Regions from separate parts of the Mus musculus genome. Here region 1 is linked to region 2. The links are chromatin contacts, called in public promoter capture Hi-C maps. All regions are on one chromosome and are shown on one strand. Each heading gives the region's core, a stretch centred on a gene start, on an enhancer-like site or on the middle of the called end of the contact. The rest is flanking DNA. Distances are from core to core; before and after follow the strand shown.

What was found. Capture Hi-C pulls out chosen DNA fragments and counts their contacts.
Region 1: a promoter capture Hi-C map of adipose tissue shows a contact between it and region 2, with 2.6 times the contacts expected there. The contact joins the promoter of Mgat4a here to the promoter of Arid5a in region 2.

The regions. Positions count from the first base shown.
Region 1 is chr1:37,535,724-37,542,388 of GRCm38.p6, reverse strand. Mgat4a (mannoside acetylglucosaminyltransferase 4, isoenzyme A) reads left to right here and starts at 1,373. Exons shown (of 16, transcript NM_173870.3): 1 at 1,373-1,424; 2 at 5,985-6,350. The coding sequence starts at 6,257.
Region 2 is chr1:36,303,194-36,309,496 of GRCm38.p6, reverse strand. It overlaps Arid5a (AT rich interactive domain 5A (MRF1-like)), which reads right to left and starts at 1,764. Exons shown (of 7, transcript NM_001172205.1): 1 at 1,661-1,764. The coding sequence starts at 1,664.

The DNA.
Region 1 (6,665 bases), core at 124-2,623, 1.2 Mb before region 2:
TGCTTGTGTCCATCTTGAAGTCTAGTGCTGGGTTGCTAACTGTCAATGTTTTAGGCACAGTTATACAGGGAATTTAGCTCTATTTCCCCCCAAAGTAGAAAGCAAAGCTGCCACTGGGTTTATCATGCTTCTCCCATACCCCGGCTGGTGCAGAGCTGGGGGAAGAAGACTGTGAGCCTCTTTTGGGATTTTGAAAACAGCTTAGGAACAACGGAGAGAAATCTCACCACAGGAGAGCTGAGAAACCTATAAATATAATAGCTAATTATTAAACACTTAATTTTGAGACAAAAAAAAAACGTCCCCCCCAAAAACAAAAACCCCTCATTCCGATGTTGTATACTAGAGTTTTCTATTTTTGAATTACTGTCGTCTTCTGATCCAGATATTTATTGCCTTGGTGTTTGCCAGGAACAAGGCTGTTTCCTAGTTTTTTGATTTCTTGTATGTCTTTGCAGTGTTGTTGGGAGGATTATGGTAACAGGGAGGACAGACACATCTCTTATCTTATTAGCTCTGTAACCACAGGTAAACTCTTTAACCTTTTAAGCTCATCTGTGAGAAATGGGGATTAACATATATGATAAGCAATTAAAGATTTGCCGGGATTATGGTAAGAAGCAATTAAAGATCTTAATATATGCCAGGCTTGATAGCTAACAGATAACGTGCACAGGGGCAGGCCACTCACGTTTTCTATAGATGTCCATCCATTTCGATCTGAAACCAGTTTTAAACTTTAAGAAATGGTCATCTGACACGTGCTCAAGAGAGAAGGGAAGACTAACACTGCATAGTAGAAAAATCGGGGACATTAGCACTGAGTGGTGTGCCTTTAAACCCTAGTCATATTTGTTGCTTCTAGTTGCTCCAAATGGTCCTCCCTGCGTCTCTGCCTCCTCCTGGAAGCTGGAGGATAACGATGCTCCTCACTGATGCTGGCAGTGTAATGCTTGGAACAGCGGGCCTTGGAAGCTATGGTTGGATTAGAGCCAGGACCTGTCACCGCGCCTGGACCGCCAGAAGATGGGACCCAGAGCTAGGAGGAAAGGCCATGGTGACCAGGTTGTATTCCGTGGGCTCACTGGGGCCTTTGTTGCCTCCCGAGGTTGCATGCGCTCAGGCCGGAGGGTACAAGCCAGATGTGGCGGCTGCGCTCCAGCCCCGGCCGCAACACCGATGCAAAAAGGGGCTGGGGAGAAATATATAGGCTGCTCTATTGCGCCGTTGAGTGACAGGCTGGCCGGCCACTGGCAGCGGCGGCGGGGCGCTTAGGGAAGTGGCGGCCAATGGCTGGCGGGAACTGGGGCGGGGGCTGGGCAGGGGCTGTCCCTGGCGAGGGCGGGGCGCGCGGCCCGCGGCGGCGGAGGCGGCTCCAGCAGCGACGCCGGCGGCCGCGGCAGAAGCGCCCTGGCCCGCGGCAGGTGAGGAGCGCGGGGCGCCGGGCAGGGGGCGGCCAGGAGGAGTACGGCGGGGTCCGCGGAACACCCACCTGCTGGTGGCTGAGGCGGGGCGTCCCGAGGCCGCCGTCCGATCGCGCGCGCACCGGGCCTCGGAACCGGGAGCGGGGCGCGGGCCGGCCGCCCTCCGCGCCTCGCCGCAGCCGCAGCCCCTCGGTGCTGCGCTCCTTCCCGGTGGTTGGCCTGGAGCCTCGGGCGGTCCCGGAGCACCGGGAAAGTGCAGTGCTGTGTGCGCGTGCACCGAGACCAAGAGTTGCGGGCAGGATCCCGCGACTGGAGGGTTGGAAGGCTGGAGGGTTGGAGGGCTGGGGGGCTGGGGGGCTGGAGGTGGCGCCGCCGCGGGGCAGGTAGGGCGGGGGCCGCTTGCCTGCGGGGAACTAAGATGTTCCGGGAGGTACGGGGGGAGCGAGCCCGGATTCCTCCCAGGCCTGGGTTTCCTCCATCCCATGGAAGCGGCGAGTGGGATCCCCTCCCCGACCTCAGGTGGGGTCTCGGACCCCTCCAGGTGTGACAGGTGATGTCTGGAAGGCTTGGCGTTAAGTGGTGGCAGTGGTACGCTTCCCGCGCCCGCTTTTATTTCTCTAAGCGTTGTGATCTCAGGAGCGGGTTCACGGCTTACATTTAGAATTCGGAAATAGCTGTAGATGGTATGTTATCTTCTTCGAGCCTGCCATCTATTTTGCTGTTGTGCTTTTTGCTGCCGACAAATTATTTAGTAAAAGATAAAAGAATGACATGGTTATTCACTTGAATGTAAAAATCTAAATTTAGAATCATGTAACACGCGCTCTGTGGTTCAGGCTCCTTTCTCTTCCAAATGCTTAAAGAATAGTTTTACTAACAGGTTATGGTGACATAGGTTCCATTAACCCCTGAGTGTAAATCATAACACATACTAGACAATGAAATTATGTAAGCTGTATAAAAGAAATATTTATGTTCTCTAAGTGGAAAGGGCATGAGTTTTTCATAATTGCGGTTTATAAAGTTGTGCAGGCTTACGTCATGGTGTTCATTGATCCGGGGTGTCATGAATCGTGCCTCTTGTTCTTTCAGGCACCTCTGTTTTGTCTGTGGGATGCTGATGAAGGACTCTACCAAATGTTAACCAAAGTGTTCTTAGCCGTGGAACATATGGGATATTTCAGAGAACACTTTAAAAACTTAATTAAAAAAAAAAAACAAACCCAGATGCAAGATTGTTAAATCTATTAACAAAACATATTCCTCATTCTGCGGTTTAGAGTTGAAGCCTCTTTTGGAGGATGGAGGAATGGCTAGTTACGTAGTCATTTTTTTGTTCAAAGACTTGGTTGTTATCAATTAATATAGCCAGGACAGTCTTAAGGTAAGGGCGGTAGATAAGTATTCACATATGTGGCCTCGGACACAAATGTAGGTCACCTGTGTCTAACGAGCCAGCCTCAAGCTGCCTGGGGTGGTTTAAGGGTACGAGGTGTGTTCTGTTTCCTCCTCTCTGGAGATTTCATTCACGTGTGCTTCACGATGAAGCTTAGTTTGGAAAACCCTGGTGTAAAATGAATAGCTGCATTCCGGTGGAGTGTAACACTCCTCCTCCTTTTGAGATGTCAGAACTTATTAGTAGAATTCCCTAACCGTATCTTCCCTAAAATGGGGTTTGCTAACTTCTTAGGCCCAGTATTTAATACTCCATATGCTTCTGGGGTATTATGGATGGCTAATCTATAGCATTTATACTTTTATATAGGCTTCATTTGTATGTAATAAAACAACTTCTCTCTCTCTCTCTCTCTCTCTCTCTCTCTCTCTCTCTCTCTCTCTCTTTGTTGTTGTTTCTTGAAACAGGATTTCTCTGTGTAGCCTTGGCTGTCCTGGAACTTGCTCTGTAGACCAGACTGGCCTCGAACTCATAGATATCTGTCTGTCTTTGCCTCCCAAGTGCTTGCATTAATGGCATGGGCCACCACCACTTAGCTTAATAAAAACTTTTTTTTTTAAAGATTTATATATTTATTATGTATATAGCACTCTGCTTGCATGTATCCCTACAGGCCAGAAGAGGGCATCAGATCTCATTACAGATGGTTGTGAGCCGCCATGTGGTTGCTGGGAATTGAACTCAGGCCTTCTGGAAGAGCAGACAGTGCTCTTAACTGCTGAGCAATCTCTCCAGCCCCATTAATAAAACCTTTTAAATTATCATTTTAGAATGATTCTGCATATCTCTACTTCCTGATTTATGTCAGCTAGATATTTATTCTAATAATCAGCTCTACCTGCCCTTCCCCAACAAAATCCTCCCTGAAGCAAAATATGACTATATATAGACAGAAAGTGAAAAGTGTGTTTGTATAATGTCATACCAGGCTTAAAATTCCAAGTCACAGTTTACTGAGGTAGTGCCCCTGTTCTTAGAGTCAGAAGTCATCATTGAGTGTTTTATTGAGCTAATAGATTAGGTACTTGGTGGAATTTAAAATCATTGGATTTTGTTTTCCCAGTGAGGACCTTTGGTTGTAGGTGGTCAGCATGGGCATAGTTGGGATAAAGTTAGCCATGGGAGGTGAATAAATTAGGTCTTAGCAACTTGGAGAACCTCTTTGGAATACCAGGTGCTCAGGTAGTCACAGGCCGTGCAGTGGAATGTAGTGCTTCTAGAATTTTACATGGAAATGAGAGCTCCTGGCCAGAGAAACTAACAGGCAGGCTTTGTTGGGGACTCAGGAGGGAGGGATTAGCCAAAGGCTGCAGGAAGTGGGAAATTTGTTCAGAGTTGCACATTTGGACTGTGAAATTTTCTGTTCATTCTGTAGTTTTTATACCATAACAGGCTTGTGCCTACTGCAGAACAGAAAACATTTTTTAAAATGTAATACATTTGGAAAATTTATGTTTTCTGTCGAGCCAAGTTAACACTCAGAAAGGCTCTCTAGTCTCATCTGAGCTGCGACTGTCTCCTGCAGCAACTCCGTCCTGCTGTGGTGTAAGCGGTCAATCTGAGGGACAAAAGGCAGCAGATAAGAATTCTGCCAGGCCATGGTGACACACACCTTTAATCTGAGCACTTTGGGAGGCAGAGGCAGAGGCAGTGGCAGAGGCAGACAGATCTCTGTGAGTTCGAGGGTAGACGGTAGACAGTTCTAGGCCAGCCAGAGCAACACAGGGAAACCATGTCTCAAAAAGCAGACAAACAGAAACAGAACTTAAACCTAGAAGTTACTGAAACTGAGGTTTCTCATTGGGTTTACCTCCTTGTGTATAAAATAGGGGTTGTAACGCTTGCCCTGTAAGGACTTAGTGAAGGTTTAAGTCTTGTTACTGCCCAGAATAAAGGAAAAAAGCCAGTGAAGTATAGTAACCATCCTCACCATCACACTGTCATTTGTCCCTGTGTGGTCTTCCTTGGCTAGTGGAGATTCCCAGTGATTCACAGTGCTAGAAATAGCTGAGGTTGTAGTTTGTGAATTGCCTGCAAATGGCTGCTTTAATCAGGCGTGCCCTTCCACTGAGAGATGTGTCTCTTGGGCCTGATAATTGTTTTTGGAGGTACAGTAACTCACCCCACTAGAGGCTCATTTACTGTAGCATCACAGGAAGTGGTGCTACCCCTTGGTGCCACTAGAAATCAACGCTTGCCTGACAAGCCCCTAGGGGGTGAGACCAGTTATGTCTAGCGTGGACCACGCAGGGGCTGGCTCATCTGTTGGCTTATTTTTCTCTTTGATACAGTTGGTATTTATTGAAGGCCTATCTTGTGCTGGGCATTCTACTTAGCAACCTCATGCCTTTCCAGTTCTAAAGAATTTTAGTTAGCTGAACAGCGAGCGCGGTCCTCCTCATTTCTTGAGCATCATAACCCAATGGGGTAGGCTGTGGCCGAGAGAGAGTGGGCTAGATCACTGCCTCTTCTGAACGTGTAAATATTTCCAGCTGTCTCTCTAAAACTCAAGATGAGGATATTGATAATTGTAAGGATTTTGTGGTATGTGGGATACCAGAGTCCGTCGCTTTCTTATTTCATAGATGAAATTTGGAGGCATGGAAGAAAAGAGGCACGTCAGGGCATTTCAGTAATGCCATAAGTCAGCACTGGGCAGCAGACTCTTCAAACTATTGCAGTTGTACATTCCCTTATTTTTATTTATTTTCTTAACCATTGCTTGCTCTTATGCAGCGGAATAATAACTCGGGGAGAGGGGGATGAAACTTAAGGCTCAGTTGTTAGGGATCCCTTTGGGAATCTGTGAGCCCCACAACTTCTCCCTTTAAATGAGCAACCATAAATTTTTATGTTTTCCATAGACAGAACCAGCCAGGAAGGAAGGAATACAGTTTGAAGCTTTTTTTTTTTTTTTTTTTTTTTTTTGAGGAAAAAGACCCTTATAATTCTGCTATAAGAAATGAATCATTTTAATATGGGGGTGGTCTTCATAAGTACAGTTTAGGCTTGACAAGAGTCTGCCTTTGACACTGAATAATAAATGGAGAAACCTCTGGTTTGTATTATTTAGTGAGTTTTCCTTTCGTTTCTTTCCCTGACAGGAAGAAGAAAAAGAAGCATCCCTTAGCCCCCAGCCTCTGAAAACTGCGAAGACAATCTGGAATAGCAATACCCACTGTTGCTTTGCTGCCTGACGCCTTCTGCCCAGCATCTGAAGTGAACCTCAATCATCAATTCATCAATTGCTTTTTTTTTTTTTTTTTTTTTTTTGGCCCGGGACCAAGGCGTTCTGGATTCTGTTGATTTGAGGCTGGAGAGAGACCGGTCTTGCTTGTCATCGCCAACTTGCTAACCAGTGTGATGGTGAAATGAGATGAGGCTCCGAAATGGAACTGTGGCCACTGCGCTGGTATTTGTCACGTCCTTCCTTACCCTATCCTGGTATACCACGTGGCAAAATGGGAAAGGTAAGGAGGAGGTCTCTGAACCACTGTGGGTGACAGAGTACACCATGCCACAGAGGTGAGCCGAGTGGAAATAGGTTGAGCCTGCATGCCTGCAGCTCACGCCTCTGTCTTTGTTCTGGTGGCTTTTTTTGATACAAAAATGAAACAGTTTTCTTGGACAGACTGATACAGACTTCTGACTCCTGCCCGTTTGTTTTCAGTATCTTATGATCACACTTTGGAAAGCCACATTGTGTAACAAAGGCTTTTTTTTACAAGTCATCACAATCAATACATCTTTGGTGTGCTAAACCAAAGTTTTGTATACCAGCAGTG
Region 2 (6,303 bases), core at 515-3,014:
GCCCACCCTCAGCACCTCTGCCAAGCTCTGTTAGCGGCTAGAGACAAGCTGAGAGTCCTAGGGGCTGCATAAAGGCAGAGAGGGGTGTAGGGGCACCAGGTATGAGATTCCAGACTCCAACTGCCCTGAGAGAGCCCAAGAGATCCTACTCCTGGGAGGACTGAGTCTTCACCGCCCCACCCTTCATCCATACGTTTGATGAAAATTGCTCTCTCTATGTATCATTTCCGGTTTTCCCACCCCACCTATGCTGAAACAAGCTGCAGAGGTTGACTCAACAGAAGGCCAAAACCCCTACACAGGGAACTTCCGGACCTCACTTTTCCTTTCTCCTCCTCTCCTCACCCTAGCACGGTGCCTGCTACACTCGTCCAAGAGGCAATCTAGATCATTACAGATCAGCTTCCCACCGAGGGCAGCGGAAGGCCACTAGGAAAGAAGAGAAAGAGCAAGGAGTTTTTGAAGCCTGGTCCTCCCTCACTGTCAGACCTTAGTCTGTCTCTATGCCTCAGTTTCTCTGTAATAGAAGACGGGGTGGGGTATATAATTCTAGGCCATTCTGCCTCTGTCACTTCAAGTTCTAGGCCAAGCAGTCATTTAGGACACTAACTGCTGTAGAGACAGACCCTCTAGCTTAACATTCCTCACCCTCCCCTGCCCAGGCATCCATCCTCTTTAGACACTGAGATCCTTAGATTTGCATCAATTCCCAGCAGTGCCCGCGGGGCGGGGCAAGGAGCACCTGTTACACTCATCTGAAATGAAAGACTCTGCAAACTAGGGGATACAGCCTGAGCAGCACAATTTGGGATTAATTTGAGGCCTTCCCGGCCTACGGTTGGCCCCACTGTGCCTGTGGGTTAGGTGTGGGATGTGACCCCGGCCAGGGAGCAACGCCTGGGTAGTGAGTGCAAAGGGCCACAGATCGGTGGTGTGGTTGTGCCCCTAGTTCGCAATAAGAGCAAAGCCAAACTTGTTCGTCGCACTCTGGCAGCCTGAGCTTCTGCCCTCGGTCCACTAAACACCCCCAGTCCAGGGCCATCACCCTGTCCCTTTGAAGAGACCCGAGGGAAAAGAGGGAAACTCAGAAGATCAGGCGGGTAAAAAGAAACCGTCTTTCCTGCTGGGGGTTGGAAAGAAAAAGAAACAAAAAGAAAAAGGAAAGAGAAGAGAGAAGGAGCAGGGGATCTGAAGCGTGTGACCGTCAAACCATCAGCATGTCCCTTGGCAGAAAAGAGGAACCGTTGATTCTTCAAAGCGCATTGAGCAATTTCTTCAAAACCCGCGCAGTCACTTTCAGGAATCGCGGCCGCAGTGGGAAGCGCTGCGCGCGGCCCGGGCGCCTCGGTTTCTGAGAAGCGAAGCGCTGGGCTGGCACGGGGCAGGGAGGGGCCCGCGGCCGAGAAGCTGCTGCTGACAGCTGTCACAACAAATGGGCCCAGAGCAGCTCGAGATTGAAACCGCAGCAGGAAGTGTGGGCGGCTCAGTGAATTTCAGTCCAGACTCGGAGAGGAGAGTTTCGAGATAAACGCCTGGGAAGCCCCTGGCCGCCCCGACTTTCCACGAGAAGAGAGCACGCAGACATTCGGGTTACCCTGAGAGCCACGATCGCTCTGGGACCCCAGCCCTCTGACCCCGGCGCCGCCCGCCAGCCGCTTACCCATGGCCCAGCGAGAGCGCGCGTCGCTATGCAGAGACCCTCTACACGCACAGCCGTCCTGTCCCAGCGCTCTCGGCGCGACTGACTACCGGCGCCGCTCGACTGCCTCCTCCCCCGCGGACCCGCCCATGGACCCGCCCCCCCCCAGCGCTCTGGGCGCCCATTGGTGAATCCTATTTTCTAGAGCGGAGCAGACTCCGCCCCCTTAGACCCGAGGACGTCTGGGAGTTGTAGTGTGCGCCCACTTTGCAGCTAGGGGCTGATGTAAGAAACTCAAGAATCAACTGCTGTCGCATGTCTGTTGGTTTCCCTAGAGGCAAAACTAGAGTCTTAGAAAAACTGCCCGCTCTTTGTAGCTTGCCAAAGACTGGGTGGGGTTAAATAAAGTGCTTCTGGCTTTTACCTGAAGTGGTCCTGGCCGGTTCCATCCTTTCCAACTTTACACAGTAAGTACTGTTAGCCTACCAGAGGCCAATCTAGAAAGTCTGTGGTCCAGGCCTAATGCCCAAAATGCCCATGTCTACATATGTCATGTAGACTGAGTGAAAGCCACAAGATGGACCGTGCAAAGAGGAAGTGAACGAGTTGAGGGTGAATGTGGACAAGATTAGTAGAGAGAACAGTCATTTGGACCCGTGTGGGTTATAGAAGATGACGCTAAAACTTGAGATTTAAAAGCAGAAAGCCTTATTAGCTTGAACTCGAACTCTGTTCCTATTATGTAGTTAGTATCCCCGGAATCAAATTCTGTTGATTAACTATAATACTCATACAGCTCGGTGCATTTCATACCATCATTATCTTCATTATATAGAGCAAAACAGGCCTGGGTGATTAATTAGCTCATATTACTGGTCGGTGGTAGGGCTAGAGAATTGGGGCACAGAGGAAGGCTTCATAGTTAGCCCCCAACATTTTAGTGTTCCCCTTCACACTGAACAAATGGACAGTCTGCATTTGATGACTTTGACCCTCTGGGCTTTATCCATAAGCTCTGGAATGGCAGATCTGCAAGCTCAGCCTGGAGCAGACACCAGTGAGCTTGGTGGATAATTGTAATAAACCAGTGCTTGCCGATCTGGTAACAGGCAATATTGTGGTTGATATTTATTAACTGCTCAGAATAACGAGCAGAACAATGATTGTAACAGTGCCTCCCACATCCAAGATTACAAACCCCAGTCCACCCCAAGAGATCCAAGACTCTAGCAGAGATGCAATCTACCAAGAGATACCACCTGGAAACTTCACAGGCTTCTAGTCACTGTGTTCATTTGGTAAGGGTCGATTGGTTGGGTTAGCTACAGTGCCAGGTTAGGTATGGAGATCTGCACGCTGCCTTCAGTGTTGCAGTATAGACCATCCACTACCTCCTGGATTGGATACATCTATCAATGAGGCACTCACTACCTTTCAAAGCCACAGCTAATCCGACCTCTGAAAAGGAGGATCCTACCGTCCAGGCAGGAGAGCTCACTCTCAGGCAGTGCTGTTTGTGCAAAGCCTCAGCAAGTCAACACCTGTCTCGGGCAACCTGCGAACAATAAGATCTAAATTTAATTGTCTCCTGAGGCAACTCTTTGCAACAGAAAGTAATTTACAACAGCCAATAAACCCTGCTGAGGAATGATACCTCCATTTGCCTTCCTAAAAGCACAAACACTTCAGTTGCTCAAGCTTTACACACTCCTGCCCCAGCCCACAGCCACCGCCCTCCATCACTCTCCATCCATAGAACACCAGCTCAGGATAGCGTGAGCATTCATCAGTGCTTCCATGGTTTGGTTGTCTCTCTGGCAGCCTCCAGAAGAAAAACAAAACACCATTAATGCATAAATACATTCTTCCTGGAAAAGGCATTGAGAATAAATCAGTCCTCTCTGACTCCGCTCCAAATCCAGTTCCCTCCCTCTCCTTATCAGATTGGATAGTCTTTTGGAATGCTCCTTACTTGTTTTCATAAATATATGTATTCATGGTATGGTAAAACATGTAACTTTGTTTAATGTGTGTGGGGTTTTTTTTTGTTTTTGTTTTCTTTTTAAAGATTTATTTATTTATTATATGTAAGTACACTGTAGTTTTCTTCAGACACTCCAGAAGAGGGTATCAGATTTCGTTACGGATGGTTGTGAGCCACCATGTGGTTGCTGGGATTTGAACTCGGGACCTTCGGAAGAGCAGTCGGCGCTCTTAACCACTGAGCCATCTCACCAGCCCTGTTTTTGTTTTTCGAGACAGAGTTTCTCTGTGTAGCCCTGGCTGTCCTGGAATTCATTCTGTAGACCAGGCTGGCCTCGAACTCAGAAATCTGCCTGCCTCTGCCTCCCGAGTACTGGGATTAAAGGCGTGTGTCACCACTGCCCGGCTAATGTGTGTGTTTTAACTTATATAATTCTGATTGTTTTTGCCCTTGATTATCTGAATCCTGCTGAGAAAGTTCTGTATCTCTCAGAGGATTATTGGGGAGAGACTTAACTAAGGCTACCTTCTAATGCTGCATGCTGGTCTCTCTCTCTCTCTCTCTCTCTCTGGACCAGACCTTGGGGGTGGATCTCACCCTGAAGCTTGCAGGCCCTGAGAGGTTCAGTAAGTTGCTGGAAGTCACGCAGGAAAGTCAGTACCACGATTCATCTGAGACCTTCAAAGCTGTTCAGCGATCTCAGAAAACAGGACAAGCAGCCTCCCCCCATCACCCCCCCTCCCCTTCCCTGCTCTGTTTCTGCTCTGTTCCCAGGCTCAGCAGTTGCAAAATGCCTCTAGGGCCTTGTTTTCAATGGGGGAATGAAGTGGGGGAGTATTTTTAACTGTTGGCCGGCCCTGCCTTGCTCCCCACCCCCTGTGCTAGCTGTCCAGGAAAGGCTAGATTCACAGTGGCATTTGCAACTCATGGAAAACAACAAATGCTTGAAATAGACCGTACCCGAGCCCGGGAATGGAAAAAATGGGCTCATGGTTTCAAATGCGTATTTTAGAAAGAGACAAGAATAGCTTTTGGCCTTTGGGGACGGGGTAGGGATGAGCTGGGCGATTCTGGGATAGGGCTGTGTCCCAGATCACCAAGGGACAATTTCCTAGGAGAAGTATGGTCACTGTCTCCAGGGTGCTTAAAAGCAGGTACTCCAACCCATCTCTGCACCTCCCAAATGAATCTGGTGCAGCTTCCTGTGTTGGGTTAGTGCTGGTTTGGGGGCTGGGGGCTCCCTGGCTCTCTCCCCACCTAACAGAAACTCAGGTTACTGAACTTCCTGCACCTGAAAGGTGACAGTTGAATCCTCTTGGGGTAGGGAAGAATTTGGGGTTTTCATCTGCACTCATACATAGCCCAGATGTGCAACCTTGTGAGAGTTGTTTAGTTTCTCAGAGACATGAGTGACTTATCAGAGAAGATGCTGTGCCAGTCCATCCATCCATCCATCCATCCATCCATCCATTCATCCATCCATCCACCTGTCCATCCACCCATTTTACCAACTTGTGTTCTGTGAATTAGCACCAAGGTAGACACAGTCAGTCATAGCCACTAATGGACAGCAAAGAGGGCGTTGGAGAATCAGCATGCTCTCTCCATCAGACTCCCACCCCCATCCCCATGTCTTCCCCAGCATGTCACCTGGTCCCTACAAAATAGGCACTGTATTTGTCCCCAGAATACTTTTGGGACATTGAGGAACAGTGAGCAGCAGATGCTATACAAGTTCATGCTTAGCCATAACTGGAAGAAGTAAGGAATGGTTGACTATACGCCTGGTTCTAGGAACAGGGCAGCCAGACTTTGGTTCCTTGTGTCATAGTTTGTCACAAAGCAATAAGTCTAGACTGGGAGTCAGTACAAAATGCACTGGAGAAGGATTTCATTTCGATCCTCTTTGAAGGCTCTTGACTGTTCCTCCCATTTGACAGGTGGATAAACTGAGACACATCTCACTTCTCTGACTTCTGCTCCCACCTAACCTTAATGCTAGCAGTGCAGGGATGGGGAGTGATGGGGGTGCTCCCAGAATCAAAAGAGAACTCCAACTCCCAGGATGCCTTGCTAGAAGGGGGAGTGTAGGGGTGGAGTTGCCATTCACTGTAATTTCTTGGCATTGGGAGGGAAGGGGGGGGGTCTGCGGGAGGTGTGTTTGTTGGGGGGGGGGGGCGTGTGCAAAAGTAAAAAGAATCAAAGCCTCAAGCGTCACGTCTAGGAATAGCCTCGGAGCTGGGCCAAGTCATTATCGACGATGAGTAATCCGGTTAAGTCATTTCTCTAAACACCATTCCTTGTAAGAGAATTAAAATATCAGCTTACATCAGAGCGGGAGAGGCGCGCCAGGAGCTGGAGCGACTAGCGGGCTCCGCGCTCCGCCTGCCCGGGAGGGGAGCGGAGCGGAGCCGCGTGCCTGGGCGCTGCCAACCAGGGCTGGGCTTCCGCCGGGCGAGAACCAGCGGATGGGGGCGGGAGCAGCAGGTCAGGCCTCAGTTTACCCTGCTATTAAGGGGCTCAGGGAAAGTTTGACGGCCTGCGGGGGCACGGAGCAGGGTTTCCGCCCCCCTTGCCCCCCCCCCCAGCTCCTGTCCCTGGTTCTAGTCGCCCCCGAGAGTTTCAGGGACAAGTGCACAGTGAAAGGCTAGAAACCGAGAAGGGTCCCCAGTCCTCTGCT